Linked DNA regions of Macaca mulatta: region 1 is linked to region 2. A link is a contact called in public Hi-C data. All regions are on one chromosome and are shown on one strand. The core of a region is the stretch at or near the end of the contact, and the rest is flanking DNA. Distances in the headings are between cores, read along the strand shown.

Evidence for each region. Hi-C and Micro-C count contacts between places; a contact is called where the count stands out from the background.
Region 1: a contact with region 2 is called in a Hi-C map of fetal cortical plate, with 5 times the contacts expected there. The contact joins the promoter of BAK1 here to the promoter of GRM4 in region 2. A contact is called at or near these places in 3 of 14 Hi-C or Micro-C datasets (fetal cortex germinal zone, fetal cortical plate and liver).

What each region holds. Positions count from the first base shown.
Region 1 is chr4:148,704,751-148,709,050 of T2T-MMU8v2.0, forward strand. BAK1 (BCL2 antagonist/killer 1) reads left to right here and starts at 1,654. Exons shown (of 6, transcript NM_001266731.1): 1 at 1,654-1,867; 2 at 4,237-4,300. The coding sequence starts at 4,268.
Region 2 is chr4:148,134,091-148,137,989 of T2T-MMU8v2.0, forward strand. It overlaps GRM4 (glutamate metabotropic receptor 4), which reads left to right and starts at 2,520. Exons shown (of 9, transcript XM_078000155.1): 1 at 2,520-2,831. The coding sequence starts at 2,520.

The DNA.
Region 1 (4,300 bases), core at 404-2,903, 570 kb after region 2:
TATAAGCAGGGTATTGCTGTTGCCCAGGCTGGCCTGGAACTCCTGCACCTGGCCTCAAGCGATTCTCTTGCCTTGGCCTCCCAAATGGCTGGGATGGGATTATAGGCAGCCTGGAGGGGTGATGGGATTATAGGCGTGACACACCACAGCTGGCTGCCTTTTTTGTTGTTGTTGTTGAGACAGGGTCTTGCTCTGTCACCCAGGCTGGAATGCAGTGGTGCAAACATGGCTCACTGCAGCCTCAACTTCCTCAGCTCAGGTGATCCTCCTGCCTCAGTATCCTAGGTAGCTGGGACCACCACACGCACAGGTGTGAACCACCATACCCAGCTAGTTTTTAATTTTTTTTTCTGTAGAGACATGGTCTCCCTTTGTTGCCCAGGCTGGTCTTGAACTCCTGGGGTCAAGTAATCCTCCCACCTCGGCCTTCCAAAGTGTTGGGATTACAGGCGTGAGCCACCGTGCCCGGCCTCTATTGAGTTTTAATCTCCGTTTACTTCACTATCACCTTCAGGATTTCAGATCTCCAGAGACCACCAAGGTGCATGGTGCACAGGTCTGAATTGCAGGTTGAATCTCAATTTAGTATTAGTATTCCCCAACGCGACTACAGAACTGATTTTTTTTTTTTTTTTTTTTTTTGAGACGGAGTCTGGCTCTGTTGCCCAGGCTGGAGTGCAGTGGCTGGATCTCAGCTCACTGCAAGCCCCGCCTCCCGGGTTCACGCCATTCTCCTGCCTCAGCCTCCCGAGTAGCTGGGAGTACAGGCAACCGCCACCTCGCCCGGCTAATTTTTTTTGTATTTTAGTAGAGATGGGGTTTCACCGTGTTAGCCAGTATGGTCTCGATCTCCTGACCTCATGATCCGCCCGTCTCGGCCTCCCAAAGTGCTGGGATTACAGGCTTGAGCCACCGCGCCCGGCCCGAACTGATTATTACTATTTTTTTTTTTTTTTTTTTTTTTTTTTGAGATGGAGTCTTGCACCGTCCCCCGGGCTAGAGTCCAATGGTGCGATCCTGGCTCACTGCAACCTCCGCCTCCCGGGTTCAAGCGATTCTCCTGCCTCAGACTTCTAAGTAGCTGGGATTACAGGCACCCGCCCACCACGCCCAGCTGATTTTGTTAGCCAGAATGGTCTCAATCTCTTGACCTAGTGATCCGCCCGCCTCAGCCTCCCCAAGTGCTGGGATTACAGGCATGAGCCACCACGCCCGGCCCAGAACTGATTATTAACCCAGCTCAGTGACCTTTAGAGAGCACCTTAAACCAGCTGAGCCTCTGTTTGTTCATCTGAATGGGTATTGTCAACAGCACTCACTTACAAGAGTTGTTGAGAAGATCCAACGAGACAATAGTTGCTAAAGTGCCAGGCATGCAGCAGTGCTTAAGAAACTTCTCACCCTGGGTTTTTTATTGGTATTGATTGATGTAGAGATGGGGGAGAAGATCAAAGACAAGGATTGAGAATCAGGGATGGGAAAAGCAGTGGGCCACTGACAGCCGCTCTGCCTGGCTGGGAGGTGGGGTGGGGAAAGTGGGCGGGAGCTGCTCCTGGGCCTGGCCCACCCAGATCACCCCTCCGGGCTGCAGGCCTGTGCGTCTGCATCCGGTGGCCACAGAGCAACTTCCTCTAGAGGGAGCTGATTGGAGCCGGTTGCCGCTGGCACCTCTATGATCACTGGAGTCTCGCGGGTCCCTCGGCAGCACAGGGACAAGCAAAGGCTACATCCAGATGCCAGGAATGCACTGACGCCTGTTCCTGGAAGCCGAGCTCCCACTCAGCCCCTGGGAGCAGCAGCCGCCAGCCCCTCGGGACCTCTCTCTCTGCCCTGCTGAGCCACCCGGGTTGGGCCAGGATCCTGGCAGGTAAGCTGGAAGGGTCCTGCCCGTCCTCCCAAATCTCAGCAGCCCCAGCCCCAGGGTGGGGCAGGGAGCCTGCCAGGAGCCGGGTGGGGAAGGGGAAGCTCAAAGCTTACCTGGGCAGGTCCGCCTGCCCGGCTGGGGACCTGATCGTGGCAAGCCTACTTCTGGCTGCCCCTCACAGCTTCCCCTCTTGCCCCAGCCCTGGATGCCGGAGAACTGTGAGAACTGGGTCCTTTAACAGTCTGGGAGATGGGGGTGGAGGTCAGAGCCAAGGTCAAGGGCAGAGAGAGAACTTTCTCAGCGCTTCCTGCTGCCCAACATCCCTAGACTGGGTCCAGGGCCTGGCCAGGCATGTATCCCTGGGGAACATTCATCAGGGCCCAGCAAGCCCAGGAAGTCGGGGGTGGCTCCCCTCACCGGGAATTTAGGCCACTTGGATTGGGGGACAGAGCTAGGCCTGAGTCAGCATAGGTTGCTGGCCTTGGGGGGTGTCCTGAGGCTCTACCTGCTCCCCTCAGGAGCCTGGGTTGTTGGTAGAGGGAGTTGGGGGTGCCGTCAGCATCCTCTGGCCCTACTGTCCTGAGGGTGCTGGGTTCTGGAGACTGGGGAAGAAGGAAGGCCATCTTATTTAAGGAGCTCCGGGGGGGTGGGGGTTTTATTTTTTGTTTTTTGAGACAGAGTCTCACTCTGTTGCCCAGGGTCGAGTGCAGTGGCGCGATTTCGGCTCACTGCAACCTCTGCCTCCCAGGTTCAACCGATTCTCCTGCCTCAGCCTCCCGAGTAGTTGGGACTACAGGCGTGCGCCACCATGCCCAGCTAATTTTTGTATTTTTAGTAGAGACGGCGTTTCATTATGTTGGCCAGGCTGGTCTTGAACTCCTGACCTCGTGGGCCACTGTGCCCGGCTGCAAAGTTCTGTTTTAACAAGGCCTTGCCCCTAGAGGTGGAGGAAAGGAGAGTCTGCCTTCGCCCTGTCCGTGTCCGGCAGAGCAAGGAGTGGGGAGCTGGGTGAGGGCACAGGTGGTCCAGTCCTCCTCCACCCCTTCTCGAGAGCTCTTGGGGCAGTTTCGAAAACACTCCCAGGCCTAGCGGAAGGAGGGTGGGCGAAGGTCCCCAGGCCCTGGGCGGTGGGGGTGGGGCTGTGTGCTTGGCCCAGGGTGGGGCTGCACACCCCCTCCCTCTGAGATAGGAGGAGGGCGCTTTCCTTCTGAGGGCCGGAGGGTGCCTGGGGAAATGGGGCTCTGGGAGGGGTGCAAACTGAAAGTGAAACAGCTGACATCCAGGAAACGCCCTGATGAGGGGTCACAGCACGTTGGTGCTGCGGTCAGGACCAGGCAAAGAGGAAAGTTGGCTGGGGACAGAAGACTAGGTGTGTGGTGGGAATACGAGGCAGGTTGTGGGGCTTCGAAGAAGGCCCTGATCCTGAGGGCTCCCTCCGGTCACTGCAAGGCAGGGGTGAGGAAGGCACAGGCAGGAGGTAAACAGGGAAAGTTGCCCTGAGAAGGGACACCCTCTGAGGTCCACAAACAAGAAGAAATCTTAAATGCTTGTTGAGTACATGGACTCATGGAGATTCAGACAAACAACCCGACTTTCCGTCACTAATGATGTGACCTCGGGCACTCAACTCTTTATGCCTCACTTTTCCAGGCTGCAAAGTGGGTATGATGGTGCTCACCCTGCTGGGTTCATGTGAGTTTTCAATGTTCAACACCCAGAGTGCTCCTAAGTGGGAGAGTATATCTTAGGCTCTCAGGAAATGTTTGCGGCTAACAGCCCAGAGTTAAAAAACAGGTGTGTTCTGACCAGCCAGAGGGAAGTAGGGCCTCTGAGGGCAGCCTTCATGGGCCATTGGCTGGGCAGTGGCTCGCTTGCAATAAGCATGTGCTAGGTGGGCTGCAGGAGGCCCCAGGAACAGCTAAAACCCCCCAGGCTCTTGCCCCAGGAGTGGTATGAGCTTGAGAGCCAGCGGGCACTGCTGCAGCCACACTCTCCTCGAGGGTGCAGATACCTCAGTCTGCCCTTGGCTGCCTCACCTTCTTACCCTGTCTCCCTCGAAGGGTCACCAGTGAAGTGCTCAGAAGTTGTTTCCTCCCAGCAGACTTCACTGGGACCCATGCTGGAGTGAGAATAAAAAGTCCCAGAGGAAGCCAGGCACAGTGGCTCACACCCGTAATCCCAGCACTTTGGAAAGCAGAGGCAGACTCACAGGTCAGGAGTTTGAGACCAGCCTGGCCAAAGTCCCAGAGGACTGAGGGCCTTTCTGGGAATGGGGAACCCTCTCTCCTATGTGGACATGGCAACCTGTCTGGGGTCCCCAGTCACAGGTCCATGCTCACCCCATCTCTGCTTTTTCTCGCCCATCCCCGCAGGCTGACCCCGTCCTCCACTGAGACCTGAAAAATGGCTTCGGGACAAGGCCCAGGTCCTCCCAGG
Region 2 (3,899 bases), core at 1,270-3,769:
GTTTACAGTGCTCCATCCACAGATGATGCTGAGGGCAGGGGGTAGGAATGACTTTCTTTGATCTCCCTGTTGTTCTGCATGGCTTTGGGGGAATATGCGGAGAGGCTGGGTTACAGGGGCTGCCATTATCCTAAGGCAGCCTGGAAGGTAGCTCACGTCCTCTCAGTGAACAGGCAGTGACCATCAGCAAGTTACACATGTGTTGTCAAGTCCATTCCTGTTATTCTCTTTTACAGTTTTTACATTTATTGCCTAAATTGGCCAGAGACATCCTGTTGTGTGCTGCTGAAGAAACCTAGCTGTAGCAGCGTGTTTCCTGCCACCTGGGTGAGGCTGGATTGCAGGGTGAGGCGGAGGTGAGCTAGACGGAGAGGTGGAGATGCTTGGAGCTCCTGTTTCAAGCCATCTCGAATGCAGGGGCATTTTTGGGAACTGGACAGCTTTGGAATTCCTTTATTTATTTATTTACAGACATGGTCTCACTCTGTCACCCAGGGTGGAGGGCAGTGATGCAATCTCAGCTCACTGCAGCCTACGTCCTGTGTTCCAGTGATCCTCCCACCTCAGCCTCCTGAGTAGCTGTGACCACAAACACATGCCACCATACCTGACTAATTTTTTTTTATTGTTTATTTTTTTTTGTAGAGACAGGGTCTTCTTATGTTTCCCAGGGTGGTCTCAAACTTCTGGGCTCAAGCGATCCTCCTGCCTTGGCCTCCTAAAGTGTTGGGATTACAGGCATGAGCCACTGCACCCCACTCCATGTATTTATTGAAACAAAACACACTTTCAGCATGAACACACCCATGTCATCAGCACCCAGGTGAAGGACAGAACATAAGAAGCCCCCAGGGGCCCCTGCATGTCCCTTTTGGTCTCTGCCCACTTCAAAGGTAACCAATATTCTGACTTCTCTCACTATAGGCCAGTTTTTATACTTTGTAGAAATGGAATCACATGGAGTTTGTGTATGTATGCTTGAGTCTGGCTTCTTTTGCTCAATATTACCTCTGAGTTCCACGCATGTGGTTGTGTAGATGCAGGATATGTTTTGGAGTTGGAAGTGACCGGACTTGGAGATTCATCCAGTGCCCTTGGACAAACCACTTCACATCTCCCACTCAATCCCTTTGTCTGTCAAATGGGGCAGATGGTGACAATACACAGCTGTTAGTGCTGCAGTTTTCACATCCTGCTCTGTTAACGGGCCTGGAATAGGGCAGAGGTCCCAGGGCCCTCTCCCTCTCAGGCAAAGGGGCTGGGAGCACTTGAGCTGGAGTTGGCTCCAGTGTGTGAAACTTACACACACCTCTCCCTACCCACACAGTCCTTGACATTTGCACTTTTAAATTTTAAAATAGCTCTTTTGTCTTCCTTCCTTCCTTCCTTCCTTCCTTCCTTCCTTCCTTCCTTCCTTCTTTCCTTCCTTCCTTCGCTCCTTCCTTCCTTCCCTCCTACCTTCCTTCCTTCCTTCTTTCCTTCTTTCTTTCTTTTCCTTTCTTTCTTTCAGATGGAGTCTTGCTCTGTCGCCCAGGCTGGAGTGCAATGGCGCTGTCTCGGCTCTGCAACCTCCGTCTCCTGGATTTTAAGTGATTCTCCTGCCTCAGCCTCTTGAGAAGCTGGGACTACTCGCCTGGTTGATTTTTGTATTTTTAGTACAGACGGGGGTTTCGCCAAGTTGGCCAGGCTGGTCTCAAACTCCTGACCTCAGATGATCTACCCACCTCAGCCTCCCAAAGTGTTGGGATTACAGGCATGAGCCACTGCACACGGCCTAAAATATCTCTTTTCATGGAGTGCCTGCCTGCCCTGGCTCTCCACTCTGTCCCTCTGTCCTCAGCGCTTGGGCCCCTGGGAGGACATGGCTGTATAATTAGTAAAAATATTAAAATATTGCACAAGTAATGATGCATGTTAGTGACAATCTCTCTCAGCATATGGAGCTTTAGTTTGCCTGGACAGACATGGCACAGGGTTGGGCATAGGGGGTTGAAGCCCAATTCCCGGCTAAGCTCTCTGAGCTTCTGAAGATAGAGACCTCGCTATGTACCTCTGGGGTTGTGGTGAGGATGAAAGGGGCTACCCCATGCCAGAGCCTGCCGACGCTGTGCCTATAATGCCTGGCAGCGCCTGTAATGCCTGGCAGCGCCTGTAATGCCTGGCATGGAGGTCTCAGGCGTAGCTGCACCTGGCATCATCTGGGATAGCTGGAGCCTAGGTCCTCCCGCACACAGTCTGGTTTAGGCCGGCGCGGCAGCTCCTTCCCGTAATCCCAGCGCTTTGCTGGAGGATCGCTTGAGCCCAGGAATTCAAGACCAGCCTGGGCAACATGGCGAGACCCTGTCTGTCCCAAAACAAACAAACAAACAAACAAACAAAAAACAGATTTTAATTGGTTTGGAATGCGGCCTGGACACAGGGAAATTTTAAAGCTCTCCAGGTAACTCCAGTGTGCATCGAGGTTGCGAACCGCCGGCCTGGCACACAGAGGGAGCTCAGGGGATGCTGAGAGTGGGAGGATGCCGGCTTGGGAACCTGGAGTTGCAGCTTCCTGCGGCTGGCGCGCCCCTCCTTGCTCCCCTCCATGCCTCTGCATCGCACCCCACCCCTGTACCCCACCTTCCTCCCACCAAGGAAACCTCACCTGCCGCCTCCCACCCAGGTCCTTTGGATTTTGCCGGTGTGTGTGGGTGCGCATAAGAGGCCCCTCCCTGCCAGGAGAGCAGGTGAGCTTGGCCGCGCACGAATCCGAGGGGGTGGCCGCCCAGCTGGGAAACAGCCCTGAAATAGACCCCCGCCGCCCCCGCTGCCTCCTTCCGGAATCTGCTCAGGTGAAAAACAAGCCTCTCAATCCGGGCGTGTCCCCCGGCGTGGGACGGGGAGGCGCCCAGCGTTGCGGGAGGCGTAGACTGGGCCTGGGTCCCTCTCGGACCCGCCCCAGGCCCGGCCGCTGGGTGCAGTGAGGGCGTTCGGCCACCGGGCGGCGGTGCTGGCCCGCGATGGGGAGCCCGGCTCGTGGGGCGCGGGGCCCGCGCTCGGGTGCGCTGGAATCGAGGCTCCTCACGTTCTTCACAGCGATCTCGCCGCGTTTCTGGGGTGGCTGAACTGGCCCTCCATTCTAAGGAGGCCGGCGCAGGGTGCCTGCTTGGGGCAGTGGCACCCCCTTCTGCAGGCACAGAGAGCCGGGCCGGGGTGCCAACTCCCCCCCCACGTGTGTCCTCCCTGCCCTGCTGCTGCTTTTTATCCCACATTTCCCACGAGCTTCCTGAGGTCTAAGAGTGTGTGTGTGTGTGTGTGTGTGTGTGTGGTCAGGACCATCCGTCCATCTAACCTCCCATCTGTCTGTCCATGCAACCACCCACCCATTTCACATTTGTTGCCCAAGGACTGTAAACCAGCTGGACCAAAGAAATGGGGTGGGAAGGGGCACATTCTTCCCGGTCTGGGAAGGCAGACCAGCGAGCGGGATGCCTCGGAATTCTGGACTAGGGGTGCTGCTTAACCTGGGCCTTGAAGGTTGGGGAGGGGGTTTTTGGGTGCAGAAGAGAAGGTAATTTGGCCACAGAGGTGAGAAGGAGAGTTGAGGGCCCAGGGGCTGGGCTGGGCTGGGGTGGGGGAGCAGGACCGCGCTGAGGGGAGGTATGTGCGGGGAGCCGCGCTCACCATCTCACAGGGCCATCGCAGCAGCCTGAGCTGTGGGCTTTATCTTCCTCTCCTTATCAATGAGGAAACCTGGGCTGGAGAGGTCAAGTGCCCATGCAGTGGTGAACGTCACAGCCCAGGCTGAATGTGGCTGAATGTGGCTATGGAAAGAGCCTAGCTTTTAACATAGAGCGTGACACCTGGGGGAGTGTTGTGCCAGGGTCAGCCCGCACCCACTGACAGTCCCAAACACCCCA